2 separate regions of the Oryza sativa genome follow, and region 1 is linked to region 2. Evidence: chromatin contacts called from public ChIA-PET data. All regions are on one chromosome and are shown on one strand. The core of a region is the stretch at or near the end of the contact, and the rest is flanking DNA. Distances in the headings are between cores, read along the strand shown.

Region 1 (4,706 bases), core at 545-3,044, 44 kb before region 2:
CGTTCAGCCCATGTTCCGAACGCGGGGGCGGGGCCCAGGCCAGAGCGTGAAGCGGTTTCCGAGTCGGCACGGAGCGCCCCGTCCCGTCCGATCTTTGATCTGACGGCTGTGAGCGCACAGGCGTTGCACGATGGGAATATGCTGCGTGGGTTTTGGCATCTGGCCGATCTGTGGAAGCTACGGGGCGAAAGCGATGGGTTGGGTAATTAGGCTGGCCCGGTCGCCGTCAACGTGACGTGTTCCGAACCAAAAAGAAAGCAGAGGCGGTGACCGGCGATGGGGGAAAGTGATTAGGCAGTTTTGCAATTCTGCCCTCCTGAACATGCTCGTTTTACTGCTCTTCCTTTGGCAGATTTCTTCCATGACACCATGTCATTGGTCTCATGGACGATTTTTCTAAGGGAGTGGTTGTCGATTCCGTATACACGATGACAATAGAAAGAATTTGGCCAACCAGGCTTATGAGCGATCTATCTACTAAGTCCGGGTGAGGAAGTCTAACAAGCTACATGGTTTTTTTAGAGTAATCAAAGCTTGATTTCATCGTTCGTATTGAAAAGGATGTTTTGAAATATTTGAATGTGACATATTTTCAATTAGTTTATGTGATACGCTATGACGGCTACGCTCTTATTACTTTTAAACCTTCGTGTCAAAGTATATGGCTATATCTTAGTACTGGATTGTGAAGTTCTTGGTTCAAATTTGGTTGCTCTTCATGTATATTCTTACATTTTTATACATGTTGGTTTGGCACACCACAAAATCTAGGGAACTATAGTAAAACATTTTGATGCACCCACGATAAAAAAGATAGCCAATGGATTGATGAAGTGTGGGTATAAACAATATAATAGCTTATTGTGTCAAAAGAACAATATAAGAGCTTAATGGTAAATCTATGGCTCGAAATAACTCTCCCCATAATTATTTATATTTGATATGGCAAATAAATAGTACGAATCTAAACATGTCTAAATTATAATGTAATATTCATAGACCTGGTGAGGGCTAATTAAGGCACAACTTGGACTCCACAAACTTGTCTTGGTGTGGTTCATAACAAAATGTGTATAACAAAATCGGACAATAAACAAGACGCGTAAATAATACCATATGGTAAATCGAAACGGAAAAGGTACCGTAGTATACCATTTATTCATTTATGTTATGAAATTTGTTTTTTTTCCACGAATTATGGTAGTTGGATGAATCTTCCGTGAATAACAAACTGAAATTAATTAATTACATTGTTGTAGCTCCACAAATACCCTTAACTAAATGTTCCATCCAATAAAACAGTGTTTTAAAATCTAGTGCAGTGAACTTTCTTTAACAGTAGAGAGCAACAATTAAGAATAGTATATAATAGCAATTCCGCATGGAATTATGGGCTTATTCAATTTATTACTAAAATCAACCATACCAAAGTTTGGTATTATCAAAGTTTGGTAAGACAACAAAATAAACAAGACTTTACCATGTAACCTTTTCAATCCCTACCAACATTTGGTAATTCTAGGAACTTCTACTCATAAAAACTATACTAAATTTTGGTAAGGCATCAAATTAAACATCACTTTCATATCTTTATGTTGCCAAAATTTTACAAACTTTTAGCATTGCCAATTTTTGACTTTACCAAAAATGATCAGTTGCTTTTTTTTTTCTTTTTTGGCAATGAAGCCCAATGTAACAGTCAAAAGGACCAATATGCTCCCCCACAGAAAAAAGAAGGTGTAGTATGCAAATAGAGTTGCATAATAAGCATAATCAAGAGCCAAATCAATGGCGAAAGCAGATTTATCGCAGCGTAATTCGCCACCTGTTGCTGTCGCCGTCCTCCTCCTTGGGCTTAGTTCGGAGCGGCCCTACCCGTTTGTGGCGTCTCGAAGGCACTAGGAGATTAATCACCTCCCGAGTCCCGATCCGCGAATTCTTCTCCCCAATTCCAACCCAAAATCCCCAAAATCCAGCGGTGCAGGAGGAGAATTCCACGAGGCGAGTCGGCTTCTAGGGTTTGGTGCGCTCCCGATTGTTGCGGCCATGAGGATACGGGAGCTGCGGGATGGCGCCGGGGGATCGGAGGAGGCGGAGGAGGACGAGCGGGAGGAGGCGAGGGGCGGGGGCGGGGGCGGAGGCGGGGGCGAGGTGGTCGCCGTCGTGCGGCTGAGGGCGAAGCGCGCGCTCGTCGGCGCCGGCGCGAGGGTGCTGTTCTACCCGACGCTGCTCTACAACGTCCTCCGCAACCGGTTCGAGTCTGAGTTCCGGTGGTGGGATCGCATCGACCAGGTGTGTTAATCTTACCCTCATCTCTCTCCCAATATACTGCACCTTGTCGTTCTGGAGCGATTTGGTGCTTTAATTTCACTCATGGATATTGGGGACGATCAGTGTAGGCATAGTTCCAGGTCCTTGAGCAGAGTTGATTCATTGTGCTTGCTTTGTTACCCTCCAATGCTTGATAAGCAGGTTGTAAATTCACAGTATGTGGCCTGCGGCTGATTTTTTGGGTCCAATACTACACTTTCGAGCAAATCAACATTCTGAATTGTACCAATATCATGTAGATTCGCATGTGTTATGTTTGTATCACTTACGCTTGTGATTACTCTTGAAGGATGGTTATAGGGATTTTGATTAGTGATCCTATTGAGGTCTAGAGCTATGGTATGACCAATATGAGTAATTTGACCAGCTACTGATAACCTATAGGAATCCTTTCCAATTTTTATTTCCTACTTTCATTGTTAGCTCTGTCTACCATCCATGCACGATGCATGCAGTTTTAAACTAGTATCTGATAATTTGAACAGTTCATCAAACAATATGGTGATCTTCTGTTCATTGGATGGTGTGTACTGATTTTCTTCCCACCTCCCATCTCCAGTATGTTTTGCTAGGTGCTGTCCCTTTCTCTAGTGATGTACCGCATCTCAAGCAACTTGGAGTAAGGGGCGTTGTCACACTGAATGAATCGTATGAAACTCTGGTTCCAACATCCTTATACCAGGTAAATAAATACCTTCACCTGATTTTGTAGCTGCAGATTTTCTTGGCATGTATCAAGATCTTTGTGCGTGCATATTTTTATCTACTGTTCTTGTTTTCATCTGTGAACAGTTAAGCCCCATACTTGAAGTTCAATATATATAGTTCATACACCAGGATCCACTTGTCTCGTGCATCTTTACCATTCATATTCTATATGTACATTCAAAATATCAGGGCAAACAAGCTGTGGCCATTTTCTATATCCTTTCTTTAACTCAATATACATGGTGTAATCGGCATCACGGCATGACACTTGGCATAAGCAGGCTTGTATCAAATTTTGTTCTGAACAATAAGAAGTTTTTTCCTCTCTTTATCAGGCTCACGGGATCAATCATCTCGAGATTCCCACGAGGGACTATCTATTTGCCCCTTCTCTAGAGGATATCTGTCAAGCTGTCGATTTTATTCACCGTAAGTACCATCCACCATGCGTTCTAAACCATATTATCAGCACCAGTTTGCTTTGATGATGATTAAGTGAATTAAGGTGGGCACTGCAGTTGAACTTTGGTAGTATTCAAATCATTTTTATGAGCAGGAAAGATATCTTATTAAATCATGTCAATGTGTCGCAATCATTCTCAAGTATTTGATTTTATTTGAGCAATACTTTTCCTTTTGACTTTCGCAACCATTCTTTATTCGAGTAATAAAATCCTTTGACATTTCTGTTGTCTTGCATATTGATGTCTGATGATAAGCCCCCAAAGTAAATTCGTTTGATTGGACAGAATTGTAACCATCATTTGAACAACAACTCTGAGTTACACTAGAAATTGGATTTATGCATATGTTTTTTTTTTCTTCTCCAGGAAATGCATCACAAGGTGGTAGCACTTATGTACATTGTAAGGCTGGAAGGGGACGAAGCACCACTATAGTTTTATGCTATTTGGTATGAGAAACTGCATTAATCATGTGATGTTTATTGTATGCATTATTTTTATTTGTTTCATATATGGCATCTTATCTTTGGTGTAACTTGCAGATTAAGTACAGGAACATGACTCCTGAAGCTGCTTTAGATCATGCACGGTCTGTAAGGCCCAGAGTACTTTTAGCACCATCTCAATGGCAGGCATGCAACCCACTTAATCTCTTATGCTTTCGTGTGCTAGTTGAATGACGAATTGATAAACACTGCTCTGGTCCATATAATTAGATCCCTGAAGTTTCTGATAAATTTTCTTGTTCGTTTCTTCTTTGCTACAGGCTGTTAAATTATTTAGCAATCTCAACACCAGATGCCTTTCAATCGAGAACTCAAACCAAACTCACTCGGCAAAATCTTGTGAAGAATCGAGTGAACCATTTAGTCGCCTCGCTTCCAGCTGCCATCAAATTCAGAGTTCAAACCGCACCCACCCAGTAAGATTCAGTGAACAATCAAGTGAAGCTATTGTGGAGGCTGAAGTTGATGGGTTCACCACCGAATTCGACAACGAGCATTTTGTTTTGCCGTTATGGGAAGGTATGCTAGCCAAGCCTTCAAGCCCCAGCAGGTCCATCGATGCAGTCGTAGTAACAGAGGAAGATCTCGAGGGATACGAAACTTATGCCGATGCTAGCAGTGACACTGTATCAGTGGAAGTGGTAATCCGTCAGAAGCCCATGATTAGGAGGCTATCCTGCTTCCTTGGGTCGTTGAA
Region 2 (4,373 bases), core at 269-2,768:
CTCCCTTTGTTTCAAAAATTATATAACAACTTAGTACTTGATTAAATTCGTACGATTAAAATCTGTTCAATCTAGTATTAGGTTGCTATATAAGAGTAAGTAACACCGTAGCTCCGGAGGTACGTGTTCTTCATCAGCATGGATCAAAATCATAGTTTCAGCAATCAGCACATGCAAAGTGGACAGCGATCAGAAAATCAAATCAAGAGAAAACGCATTCTCCCAACGCCGACAGTGGTCCCAGAAGGGCAGTGTAGTAAGAAAGAACAAGAAGCATTGCAGCATGTGTCACCATGACACCACCACCATCCGACAACAACTACACGATGATATAATAAACCAATACTAACAAACCCCGCATCCATCACATCACCAATCCCCCCACTTGCCTGGATAAGCCATAACCCCGTAGGCGTCGCTAGATCGGATTGGGATCCCACGCAGTTTGAACATGGACTGCAAAATTAGCAGTCTTAGGTCTTCAATACCATCGGATCGAAGATTTCAACGGCCATGATTTAGTACCAGTACTGTTTGTTATCACTTGCTACAGTACGCGCTACAGGATTCATCTGCTACAGTATCTGATGAACAGTACTTTTGTGTGATTTGAGCCCTTGATATTTGATCCAACAATGGTTGTATGACTGCGAAAGTTGCAGTCATAAACAACTGCAGGTGATCTCAATTCCGCTAGATCCATTTGATCGATGCTCGGTGCACCTGGCCCCCCTCCCAATCATCGATCCAGTCCCATACACACGGTCACGTACACACGAACGCAAAGGAACCCGTGCTACATGCCTACTAGTACACACTTGCATCATTCACAGGTTGAGCCATCCAACTGCGTGCTTGCCAAGAACAGATAGGCTGAAAAGTGCAAGGATAAAAAGGAGAGCTCAGCTCTAGGGGCACTAGGAAGCAGCAGGCCAATAGAAAAGAACGGCAGGCATCACACACACTAGTACAAAAGCTAGCTGCTTCTTGTTAGTTCTGGCCTTCTGATAGCCATTCCTGGAGTTGTTGAGCCTTAGAGTTGGACAGGTTATTGCAGCTGTTCTTGGTGTCTGGTGAGTGGTGAGTGCTTGCTCTGTTGATGTTCTCTGCTACGTGATCTTATCTTAATTCTTGAGTGGTTGCAAGGTGCATGAGCTTGAATCTCTTTGTCTGCTAATTTCGGCGAGTTACATCGCGTCCATCCGAAAATGCTTTTGGACATGAGTTGGTAGCCACTCTTTCACGTCGTGAAAGACTTAAGTTTGACACGAGACTTGAAAGTGCTTTATCTTGTTGCCGAATAAATGGTTGCAGGCTCCATTTCCCTTGCTCGAAAACGTCTTTGAGGTTGTGACATGAATTGATTTGATGATCACAAGTCCTATCTCTTCCCGGTTTCTCTTTCCAGCTTTCACTTTGACCTTAGAATATGTTACACGTTTGTTTTGACACTTTCTCCGGCCTAAGTTGAGTGCAAAACTGAACTCTTCAAGTAGCTGCATACTTGCATTCTTCCCATCGTTTCCCAACTTCATATGTAGTATATCATTTATGGTAGAGTTTTTGAGTGTTGAAGCCCTTAACATTGGCACTGTAGTCCTTCCTCAGCTCCACATACCACCATCTATTCATTTTAACACAAAGATTTTCCTCTTGTTCCTTTTTCTTAGAGAATTCATATTTCCTATAGCAGATCAAGTCCTATGGAAGAAGAATTCAAGGACAAAGGCCTCCCTCCCACGCTGCTACACCTCATCCCTGACGGGAGAGAATGGAAGGTGAAAGAAGCAGATGGAGAAGGATCAAGGAACACAAACTTAGATGCCGATGAGGATAAGGAGCTAGAGCTTAAGCTCGGCCTCCCTGGTGTCCAACAGGAAGAGAGAGCAGCTGATTCAAGAGAGAAGATACAGCAGCAACAACGAGAGAGTTCCTCAGAACCATCCATCGGTTGCTTCCCTACACATTCAAAGCCTACCACCAGCATCGGCACAACTGGGGCAAAGAGAGGATTTTTTGCGATTGTTGGGGCCACACTAGAAGGTAGGACAAGGGAAAACGAGCAGCTTACTCTAGTTCCTTAATTTGAGCAGCTGTTCTTTTTTTTCTATATCTTCTCTTCTGTTACCTCAGGTTATAATCAGAGCCACCGGGACACAGAAGAATGTGGGAAGGAGCTAACGTTAGGAGATGAAAATATGGCAGGTGAGAGGAAGAAAGGATGCTGTCCCTCACCACCATGCTCAGCTGCAGCGCACAGCAGCAACCCCCAGGGGAGGTAACAATACACTTACTGCCTTTTATCCTCTTTTCTACCATGGAAGCCATACTTGTTTTTTTCTTGTCATCATGCATGGTGACAGCATGGGTAACTTTGACAGATTACATATTTTTAATGTTAGTTCATGCTTTCCTATGAATTCAGCTTTCCTAGGGTCCCTTCTTTTCTTTTCTTTTTAATTCTAAAATGAGCTAAGATCTTTCAAATTGTTCCACTTGTTGGTCATGGCTTTCTGAATAAATTGTCGTGAGCATTTTGTGATATTTATTTTGGCTTTTGATACTTAGAATGATGGTTTAATCGTCAATTTTGCCACTCAAAGGAGAAACCTTAGTCAATTTAAATTGCCAAAAGGTTGTCTTTTAATCAACCACGTAGTTACTTTCTGTGGCTAGTACTCATTGTGGCTCAAACCATTGTTTATTGGTTAAGTAATGATATGCTTTCCATCAGTGGAACAGTGTGTTCTTTTAATTATGGGTTTATGATTTACGCCACCTACATACGCAGACTCCCAATTTTTCCAAAAATAAATGAATAAACCCATCATTTACCAGTGCTTTAATTTGATGTAGAGGTGCTATTCCTCCAGTAGTCGGTTGGCCTCCAATCCGGTCCTTCAGGAGAAACCTCACAAATGGCAGTTCATTTAAACAGTCCCCTGAACGACAAAATGACGAAGCTGATGACAAGGCAAAGCCAATCTGCAAGAAGAGACCTCTTGTCAAAATCAACATGGATGGGATCCCCATTGGAAGGAAAGTAGACCTTCAAATATACGACAGCTACCAGAAGCTGTCATCTGCTGTTGAAGAGTTGTTCCGTGGTTTTCTTGAAGGTAAAAAAAAAAAGAACACCAAGCCCACTGAACACAAATACTTTAAGTCATTTAAGGAGCCAAATACTTTTGTTTTAAATGGTCTGTATATTGTTCTAAAGCATTGTTTTGCAGCTCAAAAAGATCTATCTTGTGCTGAAAGTGGAGAGCAAGGGGCAGAAGACAAAATATTTTCAGGGTTGTTGGATGGAACTGGTGTATACACTTTAGTATATGAAGACAATGATGGAGACAGAATGTTAGCTGGGGACATACCATGGAAGTAAGCTTTTGTTGTTGCTTACTCCTACTGTATATTTATTAGCACTAGCCATATACAAGATACGGTGTCAGCCTGTCATACTGATTTGTTTCGGGCCTGTTTGGATTGATGCCCCAGCAAAATTTTGGTAGTGCCAAATCTTGGGTAAGTTTTGGCACTACCAAAACTTTGGTAGGGTAAAGTTAAAAAATGTTTATTTGGATTGAAGCCAAACTATGCCCATAAGAGACTAGTTCATGAGCAAAGCCAAATTTGTAGCGAAGGTAGTGTTTAATACAGATGTTTGGTTTGCTACCCTACCAAAGTTTTGGTAAGGTAGCAAATTCAAACTAGCCCGAAGGATGTGCCGTGAATACTGCTATCTATCTAACTAATGCTTTTGACTGCTGCAGGGTATTTGTTTCGACTGTTAAGAGGTTGAGGGTTATGAGGAGGTCAGAACTTCCCCATGACATGGTAAGCATAGGGCAACTTCAACAGGCGCCATTTTCCTCATAAATAGCAGTACTGTATCTCTGGTTAAACTTGGATCAAATGGATGCACTTTTGTGTTATATAACACCATGCTATAGTATTGCACTTATATTAGTTATATAAAATAATTCTATAGACTTGGGTCAAATGGATTCACTTCCTCAAGTTAAGGTCTGCCCTCAATTTGTTTTCCTCTTATGTCCTTCCACAGATTGGAGCTGACCCTGTGAAGTAGCAAATCGTTGATATTAGGGTCCAGACATATCAATTGTGCAAACCATAGTCCATCACCTTTCTGGGGGATGACCTGTTTTTGGCTTGTACAGATGATTATGATAATGGGAAAATAGCATCTTGCAGGTGCAGTGGACAAACTGCATATTTTGTAAATGACCTACTCTTTTTCAGATATAACAGATTGGTGTAATTCTATAAGTTATAGATTTCTTGACAAAGGTGCCAAAAGTGTGTACAGTACGATGCCATGATTGTACTGAACTGCAGGGCAATCCTCAGAT

What was found. ChIA-PET counts read pairs in DNA pulled down with a chosen protein or histone mark.
Region 1: an RNA polymerase II ChIA-PET map of leaf shows a contact between it and region 2, with 7 times the contacts expected there. The contact joins the promoter of LOC4339367 here to the promoter of LOC4339365 in region 2. A contact is called at or near these places in 1 of 15 Hi-C or Micro-C datasets (seedling) and 4 of 4 datasets of contacts at active chromatin or transcription factors (leaf and seedling).

Annotation. Positions count from the first base shown.
Region 1 is chr5:26,214,313-26,219,018 of ASM3414082v1, reverse strand. It overlaps LOC4339367 (phosphatidylglycerophosphate phosphatase PTPMT2), which reads left to right and starts at 1,794. Exons shown (of 6, transcript XM_015785069.3): 1 at 1,794-2,292; 2 at 2,891-3,013; 3 at 3,375-3,468; 4 at 3,870-3,952; 5 at 4,046-4,135; 6 at 4,270-4,706. The coding sequence starts at 2,047.
Region 2 is chr5:26,170,788-26,175,160 of ASM3414082v1, reverse strand. LOC4339365 (auxin-responsive protein IAA18-like) reads left to right here and starts at 1,518. Exons shown (of 6, transcript NM_001420749.1): 1 at 1,518-2,043; 2 at 2,134-2,278; 3 at 2,857-3,119; 4 at 3,234-3,381; 5 at 3,774-3,837; 6 at 4,067-4,316. The coding sequence starts at 1,704. The coding sequence ends at 4,090. It overlaps LOC9271180, which reads right to left. Exons shown (of 6, transcript XR_010741488.1): 5 at 2,836-2,985.